3 separate regions of the Sus scrofa genome follow, and regions 2 and 3 are each linked to region 1. The links are chromatin contacts, called in public Hi-C and HiChIP or PLAC-seq maps. All regions are on one chromosome and are shown on one strand. Each heading gives the region's core, a stretch centred on a gene start, on an enhancer-like site or on the middle of the called end of the contact. The rest is flanking DNA. Distances are from core to core; before and after follow the strand shown.

Region 1 (4,154 bases), core at 1,222-3,721:
TAAACCTCTGTCATTTACCACTTGGGCAAGTTATTTGATTTCTCAGAACCTGTTTTTTCATTAATAAACTGAATTAGGGTTAATACCTTACAGTGTTTAAAAGAGTTAATGTACATCAAATACCTGGTATAAATCTTGACACCTAGTAAATTTCAAACGTTACTGGTAATCTGGATGATGAACCTGATCCAAGCAACTGCTTAAATAGCATACAAACGTAAAATGCATTTGCTTTATGAAATACAATTTCATAAAGCAATCTTATTACAACTTTAATCTGCTACTCACCTCTCTTTCTTATTTTCCTTTTTTTTTTTTTTTTGGTCTTTTTAGGGCCGAATCTGAGGCACATGGAGGTTCCCAGGCTAGGGGATGAATGGGAGCCGTAGCTGCTGGCCTACACTACAGCCACAGTAGCAGTGGATCCAAGCTGCGTCTGCAGCCTACACCACAGCTCAGGGCAACACTGAATCCCCAATTCACTGAGGGAGGCCAGGGATCCAACCTGAGACCTCGTGGACACTAGTTGCGTTGGTTAACCACTGAGCCACAACAGGAACTCCCTCACCTCTCTTTCTCAGAGAAAATACCCAATAAAGACAAAAATAGAGGTTCCTATGTACTTTACTCAGAAATGCTACCACATATTCATGTTCTTCCAGGTCCAAACTAAGTACTTCATGACTTATAACTCATATCACCTCATTACATTCAAACAATATAGGGGCTTGTCCCTTAAGAGCTGTAAAGGGTAAAATGATCTGCCAAAGTTCAACAAAACTCTGAAATTAGTGGTCTACCAGGAAGTGGAAGCTAGCTGTCTGCTCTTTATTTACTACGATTCTAACTTGCTGTGTCATCAATTTCTCTAAGCAAAACTTCAAAGGCCAACTACTTCTATGATAGTAGTTGCCCATTTATACATTTCCAACCCACTGCTCAATTTAAGAGAAAAAACTCTTTGAAATTGACTGCGGTGAAATCTAATCAAGGAAATTACAGAAGAGAGAACTTGCCAAAAAAAACAAAGAAAGGACAATATTACAGCATCTGCATTTCACTCTCAGTTGTACAATGATACTTAACACAGGTTGTAGAGCACTCAAGAGCTCAGGAAAGGTCTTAGAAAGATGGACTTGGTTTTAAATCTGAGGCCACCACTTAATAGCTGTGTAACCTAAGCATGTGACTTCTTAAGCCTCATATCCTCACTTGTAAAACAGGGATTCTAACAGTGTGAATCTCACAGAACTGTAGGACTAAGTGCTATAATGTATGCTAAGTTTTAGCAAAGTACTTAAAATAAATGGGATTCTAACCACCTATTGTTATTGCCTGGGAAGGAAGGGTCTTGGTAAATACTGTGGAATGAATAAATATATTTAGCACATTTTGTGTTAGGAAATAAGTGTACCACTAACTTTAATTCTACCCCAAGCTAAATAATGATTAACATTAGCAATACTGTTTGAGAGCAGGTTACAGTGTACAAAGCCCTTCAGACATCCATAAACTCACTGCATCTCCACAACTTCCTTAGGGGGTAAACATTTTTAAGATATATATTTTAGAAATAAGGAAACTAGTATCCATCGGGGTGATAAAGAGCCAAGGTTACCTAGGTCTCCTCCAACGAGATTCTCCAGCTCAGAGATGAGGTGCTCAGTGCCAAAAGTTCTTAACCCAAAGATCCACTAAAGGGAGGCAGATTCCTTTTACCACCCTCCTCAAGCAGAGTCAAGCACTGAGTCCCGGAATAAGCCAGGGGTAACAAACCCTTCGGAGGCCACTGATGACATTTATAATGCTGCATTATTTCCTTAGGAGGTGTCCTCCCACACCTTTAGGGCGGGGGGCAGGCCTGCCCCCACCCCTAAGGAGATCTCCCAACACAGGACCTGGCACCCAAGAGGCCCTGAGTACATGTTTGTGGAAATGGCATGTGAGGCTGGTAGGAGGCTTTCCAGAGACCCGAAGCGAGGCCAACTCCGCAGTGGGGATTAAGCATCTCAGTACCGTCAGAGTCGTTGGGCCAACAGGGTCCGACCGGTAACCGGGATGAAAAGGCTGGCTAAGGACGGATTCAGCTAAGGGGAACCTGGGAAGCTGACCCTCTGAGAAGAGAATGAGGAAAGCGGGCGTGGCTGCAACCATTCCCGAAAGGCCGGGGACCGACAAGAGGCTCGGGGGCCGGGGGCAGCAGGGCAGTTGGCGTCTGGGGGGGAGGGGGCCGCCTGCTGGTCTGAGAAGAATCTCGGGCCCAATCTGAACAGGGTTCTGGGCTCCTCTAGGGACCCACTCTCTAGCACGCGGCGACATTCGCTGTACCGAGTACTCGCTGCTACCTGAAACTGCAGCAGCTTCTCGGTCTGCTCCTGGGTTAGATCCCGCTCCTCAGGCGCCGCCATTTTGCCGCCGCCTCTACGCTTCTGACCCGTCCGCACCGTCACCCGCCGGAAGTGACCTCAGCAGCAACCACATCCGGTCTGAACGGCCTCCAGCACGCAACTGCGTCTGCGCGTGCCGGCACACACCCCCGCCCCGCCACGGGGTGGGGGGTGCGGAGAATGCTGGCAATTCCTGCCGCCAGAGGGCGCCATTCTCGGGATGATCTCGAACGGTTCCGGAAATTGTCGAGAGACTGTACAAATCGCTCTTAGGAACAGACCTAACAGAGACTTGGACTCTGGAATAGCTTGCAGAGAGCCGAGAGGTCCCGAAAGCCACTCGGCAGCTTTCGGTTGCCCCCACGCCCCGCAATGTTTCTTAGGAAATTGTGGCAGTTCGCAAATATCGGCTGTTTGATACTTGATTCCTGCCGTCATGTTTCCAGAAGCCCCTGACAAACTATAGGGAGGTTCCAAAAGTCCCCGAATACAATGGTGGGGGTGGAAGGCATTTCCCACGCAGCCTTCGAACCGGAGGCTGTGGGAGGTGTGAAAATTGTTTTGGGCTCAGCCACACGGGTCTTTGATGGTTAGTGGCGCTGCCAGCCTTAGAGCTTTGAGTCCACACCTCCTGCCCTCTGCATCTGCGTACCTCAGGCCTTCTCGGGTCCCTTTGCCCACTGGCCCATCTTCCCTGTGACCGACAGAAGGGAAAGTCCAAGAGCTGGAGTTCCCATCGTGGCTCAGCGGAAATGAATCCGACTAGGAACCATGAGGTTGCAGGTTCGATCCCTGGCCTCGCTCAGTGGGTGAAGTCCTGCGTTGCCGTGAGCTGCGTTTTGGGATCTGGCGTTGCTGTGGCTGTGGTGTAGGAAGCTGTAACTCCGATTGGACCCCTAGCCTGAGAACCTCCTTATGATATGCTGCTGGTGCTACCCTGAAAAGCAAAAAAAAAAAAAAAGTCCCAGAATGGGATCAGGAGACTAGGTTCTGGTGTCCACTTGGCAGAGTGTTGGACGTCCCTGGGCAAACCACCTCCTTTCCAGTCTCCGTTTTGCTGTTGGTGGAATGAGGTTCAGCAACAGCCCCAGATATGCTGCCTCAGCTCCTTCATTTTAGAAGCAGTGGCTCACCCTTTTCACTGCCCTATCCCCACCCCTCGATGTCTGCTGCCTTCTGCAATTTCCTTGCCACTTCTAACCTGCCAGCCCTCTTTAGAGCTCCCATTTTCATTGCCATTTCTTTTCTCCTACCATTTGCCTTCTCTGTTCACCATCCAAAAGGCCTTGGGGGGCAGAGGGGTCACGGTCTGGTGACCACTTTTCCACTGACTACCTGTCTAACTCCTAGCCAGGCACTCAGCCTCTTGGGCTGGGTTGTGCTCTGCATCTGTGGAATCTGACCCCACCAACTTCATAGTGTTGAATCAGGTAAGACAGAACCAGAAGTGCTTTGATGTTCCATGAGGAGTACATTAAGGGATGGAAGGACTTAAAATTTGGCTAGTTCTTCCTTTCAGGCCTGAATCACGTCTTACCAGGTCTACGCAAACATCGTAATAATGTCCTGGAATTTTTCTTAGACCCTTAAAGTAAAATTGGAAACAAGTAGCAGGCACTTTAGGGATTTTTTTACGTCAGCTCAAAGCTCAAAGGAGTACTGTTCAGCCTCACTAAGAATGTTGGATCCTGTCAAACTACATGAGGGACTGCAAAGTCAGACGCCCTCTGGATTTGTTGCATAATTCTGATTGAAGATGTATTCTCT
Region 2 (4,154 bases), core at 694-3,193, 180 kb after region 1:
TGAAATTGTTTGGATATCCTAATTATGCTGGGTAGGAAGACTTGGCATAGGGAGAAGGGCCTGGCAGAGAGAGGCCTTCCTTTGTGTAATTAGTCTGGTCTCTTCTCTTGAAGTTGGTGGGCATCTTAAGTATTTGCAAATGGACTGCCTGAGTGTCTTTTCAAGCAGCAGAAAATTGTGGACTTCCTATTTCCCCAGCGTGAAGGAGGCCCCTCTTTTGAGAATGATGGTATAGAGTTATTGTGGGCTGATTGGCTAGCTGTTGCAGGCCAATCAACTAGGCTTTGGTTGAGGACCTCTTGAAATTCTATCTCAGGGCTTGGAGAGAGAGGGGTTTTGTTAGTGTCTATAACCTTTCCTTAGGAGTGACTTTGTTAGGCTTGCTACAGCTTGGCTATATCAAAATTCAGTGGTGTGGGTAGGGATAAATATGGAGTTTTTAATATCTAATTTTAATTTTAAAATGAAAAATTTAATATACAAAAATCTAAAAATATAGTATGTAAATATATATGCATATATACATACATATATATAATTTTGAGAATTCAGCATTTAATGAAAGTGGATCCAAGTCTAGGAGTTCTAAAATTGTTATTACAGGGAGATTTTATGGTTTTGCATTTTTTTTTTTTTTGTCTTTTTTGTCTTTTGTCTTTTGTTGTTGTTGTTGTTGCTATTTCTTGGGCCGCTCCCGCGGCATATGGAGGTTCCCAGGCCAGGGGTCGAATTGGAGCTGTAGCCACCGGCCTACACCAGAGCCACAGCAATGTGGGATCCGAGCCGCGTCTGCAACCTACACCACAGCTCACGGCAACGCTGGATCGTTAACCCACTGAGCAAGGGCAGGGACTGAACCCGCAACCTCATGGTTCCTAGTCGGATTCGTTAACCACTGCGCCACGACGGGAACTCCTGGTTTTGTCTTCTTTTTTAAAATACCTTTTAAGGGAGTTCCCGTCGTGGCGCAGTGGTTAACGAATCCGACTAGGAACCATGAGGTTGCGGGTTCGGTCCCTGCCCTTGCTCAGTGGGTTAACGATCCAGCGTTGCCGTGAGCTGTGGTGTAGGTTGCAGACGCGGCTCGGATCCCACATTGCTGTGGCTCTGGTGTAGGCCGGTGGCTACAGCTCCAATTCGACCCCTGGCCTGGGAACCTCCATATGCCGCGGGAGCGGCCCAAGAAATAGCAACAACAACAACAACAACAACAACAAAAGACAAAAGACAAAAAAAAAAAAAAAAGAAAAAAAAAAAAAAGAAGACAAAACCAAAACATTCATAAGAGAAGCTTCTAGAAATTCTTGAGAAGGCAGGTAAAACAAACAAACAAAATCATCCATAATCACAGCTCTATGTGATAACCATTACATTTTGGTGCATATCTTTTCATAGCTTTTTCTGTACTCATATGTGCATATAAAATATATATTAGTTTGTTTTATCATCATAGAAATCTTTGGGGGCATAGACAAAGCAAGTATGACATGATAAATCATGCACAGTATTCAATAGAGTTGTTAGCAATATTGTAGGCCAAATGTAAGCAAAAAGCCAGTAACGGTTAATAGACTATTTTCATTTATTAGGTGTGCCTTCTGTGCCTGGTGCTGTAACAAGCATTTTATAGAAGCTGCTACTCAGTTGTCACCACAGATCTCTCTCAGACTGGGTTACCATTGTTTTAGGGCTTCAGGGAAATTAAGTAACTCAAGGTTACTCAATGACAGTACTCAGATCCAGATTTGTCTAAAAGCCTATATGCCTTCTATTGTAGCAGGCTAGTCTGTCTCTGCAAGTGTTGCTTCTCATTTTACAGATTGACATGGCTCTGAGAAGTTGACTCTTGGCCAAGGTTAGGGAGGGATGGAGCCATGTGTTCATTCTCAGAGGACTAACTTGCACCTTCCTGGGAATAGCCAGCTCCCACTTTCCCTGAAGGATGTTGCAAACCAGCTTGCTGCCACTTTGTGCTGGCAGGATATTGCTGTTCAGATGCCTGGGGGACACTTAAGGTTTCAGTGAAAGGTCAGCGAGAGTAAACTTGGATGAATTTGCAAGCATCTGTCATTTAATGGCTGCTTGTGGCTCCACTTCTGTGAACATCCCCTTGGCATTGTGATAAAATGGAAAAGGTTTGTTCCAGGCATTATTTGACCTAGTGACAGCCCCTCCCCGTCATTATGGATATTTTGTGTGTGTATGTGTTTAAGGCCGAATTTCCCAAGGCTAGGGGTCCAATCAGACCCACAGCTGTCAGCTTACAGCCACAGCAATGCCAGATCCGAGGTGTGTCTGAGACCCTACACCGCAGCTCATGGCAATGCCAGATTCTCAACCCACCAAGCGAGACTAGGAATTGAACCTGCGTCCTCATGGGTACTAGTTGGGTTCATTATTGCTGAACCATGATGGGAACTCCTATGGATTCTTTTACTTTCTCCTCTGGATATGTGAAAAGTAAAAGTAGCAAACATTGCCACTTATCACTGAAACAAGAGGAGGTTCATTACTTTTAACTAAGGGTAACAGTAGCAATAGGAAAATTATTAATACCCACACCAGTGAAGAGGCTGCCAGTTTGTGGCAGCCTCAGCTGACTATCAAGGTCATGTTCCACTACCTTTTTTCCTTTGGCACACAGTCCTAGACAGCTTATTCTCCAGCCCCTGGGAACAGCTAAGAAAGAGGGTTATTTCCTTGTACTGTTGATGGGAATGTAAATTGGTACAACCACTATGGAGGACAGTATGGAACTTCCATAAAAAATGAAAAACAGAGTTACCATATGACCCAGAAGTCCCATTCCTGGGCATGTATCTGGAGAAAGCTCTGATTTGAAAAGATACATGTACCCTAGTATTCATAGCACTATTTACAATAGCCAAGACATGGAAGTGACCTAAATGTTCATCAATAGATGGATGGATAATGAAGCTGTGGTGTATATATGCAACGGAATATTACTCAGCCATAAAAAGAAGGAAATAATGCCATTTGCAGCAGCATGGATGGACCTAGAGATTACCATTCTAAGTAAAGTATGCCAGAGAGACAGATAAATATTATATCTATCACTTATTTGTGGAATCTAAAATATGATACAAATGAACTTATTTACAGAACAGAAAGTGACTCACAGACATGGAAAATAAACTTATGATCACCAAAAGGGAAAGCTGGGTAAGGTGATAAATTAGGAGTTTGAGATTAGCAGCTACAAACTACTATATATAAAATAAACAACAAGGTACTACTGTATAACCCAAGGAACTACATTCAATGTCTTGTAATAAACCATAATGGAAAAGAATATGAAAAAATAATATATATACCGAGATAACTGAATCACTTTGTTCTATACCAAAAACTAATACAATATTGTAAATCAACTATACTTAGATAAGTGATAGTGATGCATCTGACACGGCACCTGACACACAGGAGATGGTCATATATCCCTTCCGTGGGAGGAGGAGCAGCTTCTAACATGAGCCCAGGCTGCCCACAGAGACAGGCCATCAGTCCGCCAGCTTTCTCGGCTCCATGTGCCTAAGCTGAGCGAGCTGCGTTCATCATTCCGGGAGAAGGCGCTGTGCAGGGAGGAGACTTATCCATCACAGCCCGAGCGTGGTGGGAGGTCCAGAGGAGAGATGTGAGGGCTGCTTTTTTTTTCCCAGGATGGATGGCACACTTGGGAACAAGTGGAGTGAAAGTCAGGGCTGTGCATGCACGTGGGAAGGAGGGGCAGGAGGAGGTAAGCTCTTGTTAGCTGAGCTTGCTGGAAAGGGCCTGGATGGAGAGGAGGTGGACTCAGAGTCCCTGGAGCATGTGAATGTGTAACCTCGCCTGGTAGAAATGACATCGGATGTGTGATTAAATTAATGTTCTGGAAATGGGAAAACTATCCTGGATTATTCAGATGGGTCCAGTGTAATAATAAGGGTCCTCATAAGAGGGAGGCAGGAGGATGAGAGAGAGAAAATGGAAATGTGATGTTGGATCTAGAGGGTTAAGTGACACACTTGGAAGATGCAGGAAGGGATCAAGAGCCGGGGAATAAAGCGGACCCAAGAAGCTAGAAAAGGCAAGAAAAGAAATCCCTTTCTGGGCTGCCAGAAGGAACAAAGCCCTGCCAATACCTTGATTTTAGC
Region 3 (4,154 bases), core at 802-3,301, 160 kb after region 1:
GGAGGGGGGCAGTTTGAGAGTGCCCCATGTATGTATATAAAGGATCACAGTATACACATCTGGGCACTTGAAGAAGAAAGCTGGACCAGGATGAGGGAAGACGGACATCGATTGGCAGGAATGGAAGCAGGCTGGAAGGACAAAGTTAAAGGGGGACTGAGAGGAGGAACAGGAAAGAAGAGGAACTGGGAGAGGCAGTTGGGAGTTATTCTGCAGTTATTTTTTCCTTCCTATATTCTTTTCCTTGATTATCTCAGTCGCAATTAGGTCTCCAACGCTCCTTTCTACTTAGATTACCAAATCTCTCCTCTTATGACTTTCCTCCAGAGTTCAAGTCCTCTTGAACTTGGCATTCCCACCACCCCAAGTCTACACCCATTGTATTTGCTCACCCATCAAACATCTGTCTGAACTGCTCTCTCCCCATGCCCCCCCATTCAAATTCCTTCAAACATTCTTTCTTCCAACAAATTTTTTTGTGTGGATCTAGTATGTACCCCATACTGTCACAGCAGTAGGTACATCCCTTCACTTCCCATGTTGGGTCACTTTTACCTTGAAAATCTCTCGTCTGTCCATCTCACCTAAATTCTTTATTCAAATTTATTGAGAATCCCTCTTGGTTGAACCATGGCAACATAGCACCGAAAGTTAATTAGTTCTGCATGCCATTCATTCTACAGTGACCTCCTAGATTTAGCACTAACTACACCTGGGACACAGAAGTGGCTCTCTGTGGGAAGGGGACTGGAGAAGCAGAAACTAGATTAGTATGGACGGTGTATTTGCATATGAAGGAAGGCCTTTACAAATGACGTCAGCGTGACAATTCTGTTATTTCTGGGGTGTGGCTTTGGGCGGCTGGGAAGATTGTTGGAAGTCTGATGCTGAGTCTCCTGAGAGAACGCCGTCTCCCATCCCTTGAGTACTCAATAGCCACTTGTTGATTATCACCTTCTATGACAGGAGCCACGGATGCTGTGTTCTCCATCATATTCCGAGCTCCTAGGGCATCTGGCTCAAAGTAGGGGTTCAATAAATATCTGTGGAGGATTCTAGAAAGGCAGGGACATAGATGTTTTATTCACCACCTCAGGAAGGACAAAGACTAAGGAGCCTGAAGGAAAAAGAAATCGTGAGAGATGTTTCCCTCCCTTTAGAGCTTGGTGAATGTTTGCTCAGCGAAATAAATCACCCCCCCGCCCCCCGCACAACTCCAAAATCGGGCCCCTCACTCCGCTGCCAGGCCCTGGAGCGCAGCCACCATCTGGCCCAGGCCCTGGCTTCCCTCCCTCCGAGCCTGGGCTCCTGTTACCTCCCCTGCATACATCTGTACCCACCACAAGCCAAACAATTACACGCTCCCGCGTCCCCGCCTCGAGGTTCAGGACCTCGCGTCCCCACGGACCCCCAGCCACCGGTCCTGCCAAAGATCGGGGAAGCCTGCGGCCCGGCCTCCGCCCGCTGTGGGCTCCAGCACCCCCACCACCAGGCGCGCCAGGACCTCTTCCATGTGCTCGGCCCCCACTCTCCAGCCTCAGCCTGCTCGGGCTTGAGCCCGGAGCGCGGGAGGCCTGGCTACCCCGGCCCGGGCCCGACGCGCTCCTCGGGGCGGGACACGCCGGGAAGGCGGCAAGGCGGGAAGCGGCTGCAGCTGTGAGGCGCCCAGGGGCGGGCCGCGGGGCAGCCCGAGGCGGCAGGCCGGGCCGCGGGTATCCCTAGTAGGGGCGGCGCTCCAGCCCAGGCGGGGCTGGGCGAGAGGCGGCTCGCTCACTCACCACGGTACGGCGGGGCAGCGTGCCAGGGGTCCGGGACAGGGCCCGGCGGAGCCTCCGTGCCCGGCCGGAGCGATTCCCCCCGGAGCTCTCGGAGCCGCTGTCGTCCGAGATCACGATGAAGTCCTCCATGGCTGCGGGTCCCGGCCGAGCCAGCGCGCGGGCGGCCGGCGACCCAGGAGGCGGCAGCTAAGGGAGCGGCGGCGACTTCAGTTCCTGTGGCTGAGGCGGCGGCAGCGGCGGCGGCGGCGACAACCTGGGCCATCACCCTGCGCCCCGCCCCTTCCCGCCCCGAGCCCCGCCCCGTCGGCCAGGCCCCGCCCCGTCGGAGCCCCTCCCCCTGGCTGCGGGTAGCCTTCCGCTCGGTCGGAGCCGCGGTCACGGGGCTTGGCGGTGGCCCTCGTCCTTCGTTACTCAGGAGAAAAAAAGAGGGAGAGAGAGAGAGAAAATCAAGTCGCAGCCGGCTTGGCCCGGTGTTGGGGGCGGTCGCGCGGAACGGTGAGGCTGTGAGAACTTCCCCAGCTGCTGACTGAAGTGGGAAGTGAGGTGTGAACTGAGACCCCGGGAGAGAGGCCCTCCGGGTAGGACCTGGCCTCGGACTGGCGGCGTAAAGGGTGGCCTTGCCACCGACTGAGAGTGGTTGAGCTGGCCTCTGGCCGAGTGTGGGGAGAGAGGCTTCACTTCTTTGTACACATGTGCAGGTACCTCTGTAGAATCAATTCTTGGAAGTCTAATTACTGGGTCAAAGGCGATGTTTCTGTTGTTTCAATAAATGATGCCAAATGACTCCCCCAAGTTGTACCAGTGCGGTTTCACCAACAATCTATGTCGCTCACAAATTTAAACCGTGAGATTTAGAGATTTGTTCAGTTGGTAGCAGGATCAGAAATTGAAAAAATGCACAGAGAGAAGCGATGAAGGAGCAAACATCATAAATAATTACATGTTAGGAGTGAGCAAAAAAGATATACCCAGTGGAGGGAGAAGTGGTAGGTAGTCAGAGGACCAGATGGGATCTGTGTTACAATAAACGTGGGGTGGACACAGAATGTTGCTGCTCAGGCTCTAGCAATTTGGTGAAACGTATTAAGAGATCCAAAGGAAAACGTGTTTATGCAAAGGGGATTGGTTTCTTAAGCAATTGTTATCAGGTGCTCTTTTAGCACTGCCTAGAGCAGCAATTCTCAGACTTTAGTAAGCATCAGAATCACCCAGAGGCTTGTTAAAACACAGATTGCCACGCCCAACCCCAGGATTCTGACTCAGTTGGTATGAGGTGAGGCTGCCCAGTTTTCATTGCTAACAAGTGCCCAGGTGATGTGGATGCTGCTGTTCTGAGGACCACGCAATGAAAACCACTGGTCTGTGGCCCACTGGTTTCGGATGTTCTGATGGTGTGAAACCATCTTTGTGGTGAAGAGATTCATTGTCTTCACCAAATGCGATTAAACATTTAGCTTATTTAACTTATCTAGGCTTCTGGTACTCTTTACCTCTGTTACTACTTCTTTTCAGTCTCAGCTGACACTTGCTGCTCTAACTCCTTTATTTATTTATTTATTTATTTTTAATGATTTTTTTCCCATTATAGATGGTTTACAGTATTCTGTCAATTTTCTACTGTACAGCAAGGTGACCCAGTCACACATACATATATACATTCTTCTTTCTCACATTATCATGCTCCATCATAAGTGACTAGATATAGTTTCCAGGCTATACAGCAGGATCTCATTGCTTATCCATTCCAAAGGCAGTAGTTTGCATCTATTAACCCCAAATTCCCAGTCCATCCCGCTCCCTCCTCCCCTTGTCAGGAATTTGGCAGACTTGGCAACCACAAGTCTTTTCTCCAAGTCCATGATTTTCTTTTCTGTGGAAAAGTTCATTTGTGCCTTATATTAGATTCCAGATGTACGTGATAATCATATGGTATTTGTCTTTCTCTGACTTACTTAGTATGAGAGTCTCTAGTTCCATCCATGTTGCTGCAAATGGCATTAGTTTGTTCTTTTTTATGGCTGGAACTCACTCCTTTAAATCATGGTGTTTTCATGACCTTCATGTACTACTCCTTACACAATCTCAATCATTCCCATGCTTTAATGATAATTTTTATTCTGGTGACTCCCACATGTTTATCTCCAGCCCAGCCCAGTCCTCAAAGCTCCAGATGTACTTTTCAAATGTCTACTGAATCTCATAGGCATCTCAAGTTGAGTATGTCTAAAACTAAACTCAACTTCCCCTACCCCACCCTCCAAAAATAAAGCCCACTTCTCCTCTGTGTTCCCTACCTCAGTAGCTGGTCATACCAACAGCCAGCAATTGCTCAAGTAAGAAATCTGAGATTTATGCTTGGTTTCTATCCTTTCTTCA

What was found. Hi-C and Micro-C count contacts between places; a contact is called where the count stands out from the background. HiChIP or PLAC-seq counts read pairs in DNA pulled down with a chosen protein or histone mark.
Region 2: a Hi-C map of skeletal muscle shows a contact between it and region 1, with 4 times the contacts expected there. The contact joins the enhancer-like site here to the promoter of FAF2 in region 1. A contact is called at or near these places in 1 of 5 promoter capture datasets (liver), 5 of 47 Hi-C or Micro-C datasets (embryonic fibroblasts, mesenteric adipose tissue, skeletal muscle and 1 more) and 2 of 2 datasets of contacts at active chromatin or transcription factors (alveolar macrophages and skeletal muscle).
Region 3: an H3K27ac HiChIP or PLAC-seq map of alveolar macrophages shows a contact between it and region 1. The contact joins the promoter of SIMC1 here to the promoter of FAF2 in region 1. A contact is called at or near these places in 1 of 5 promoter capture datasets (liver), 7 of 47 Hi-C or Micro-C datasets (fetal heart ventricle, fetal liver, heart right ventricle and 4 more) and 2 of 2 datasets of contacts at active chromatin or transcription factors (alveolar macrophages and skeletal muscle).

The regions. Positions count from the first base shown.
Region 1 is chr2:81,451,801-81,455,954 of Sscrofa11.1, forward strand. FAF2 (FAS-associated factor 2) reads right to left here and starts at 2,472. Exons shown (of 11, transcript XM_003123660.4): 1 at 2,346-2,472. The coding sequence starts at 2,408.
Region 2 is chr2:81,634,193-81,638,346 of Sscrofa11.1, forward strand. All of the region lies in intron 2 of LOC102158524 (a long non-coding RNA gene), which reads left to right. Among named protein-coding and RNA genes, the nearest start is that of THOC3, 22 kb to the right of the region's middle. Within about 2 kb of position 1,944, at least 2 of the 83 cell types and tissues checked have an H3K27ac peak or open chromatin away from gene starts, as enhancers often do. A contact at or near this core is called in skeletal muscle, where this site is marked.
Region 3 is chr2:81,611,651-81,615,804 of Sscrofa11.1, forward strand. SIMC1 (SUMO-interacting motif-containing protein 1) reads right to left here and starts at 2,052. Exons shown (of 10, transcript XM_005661476.3): 1 at 1,779-2,052. The coding sequence starts at 1,907.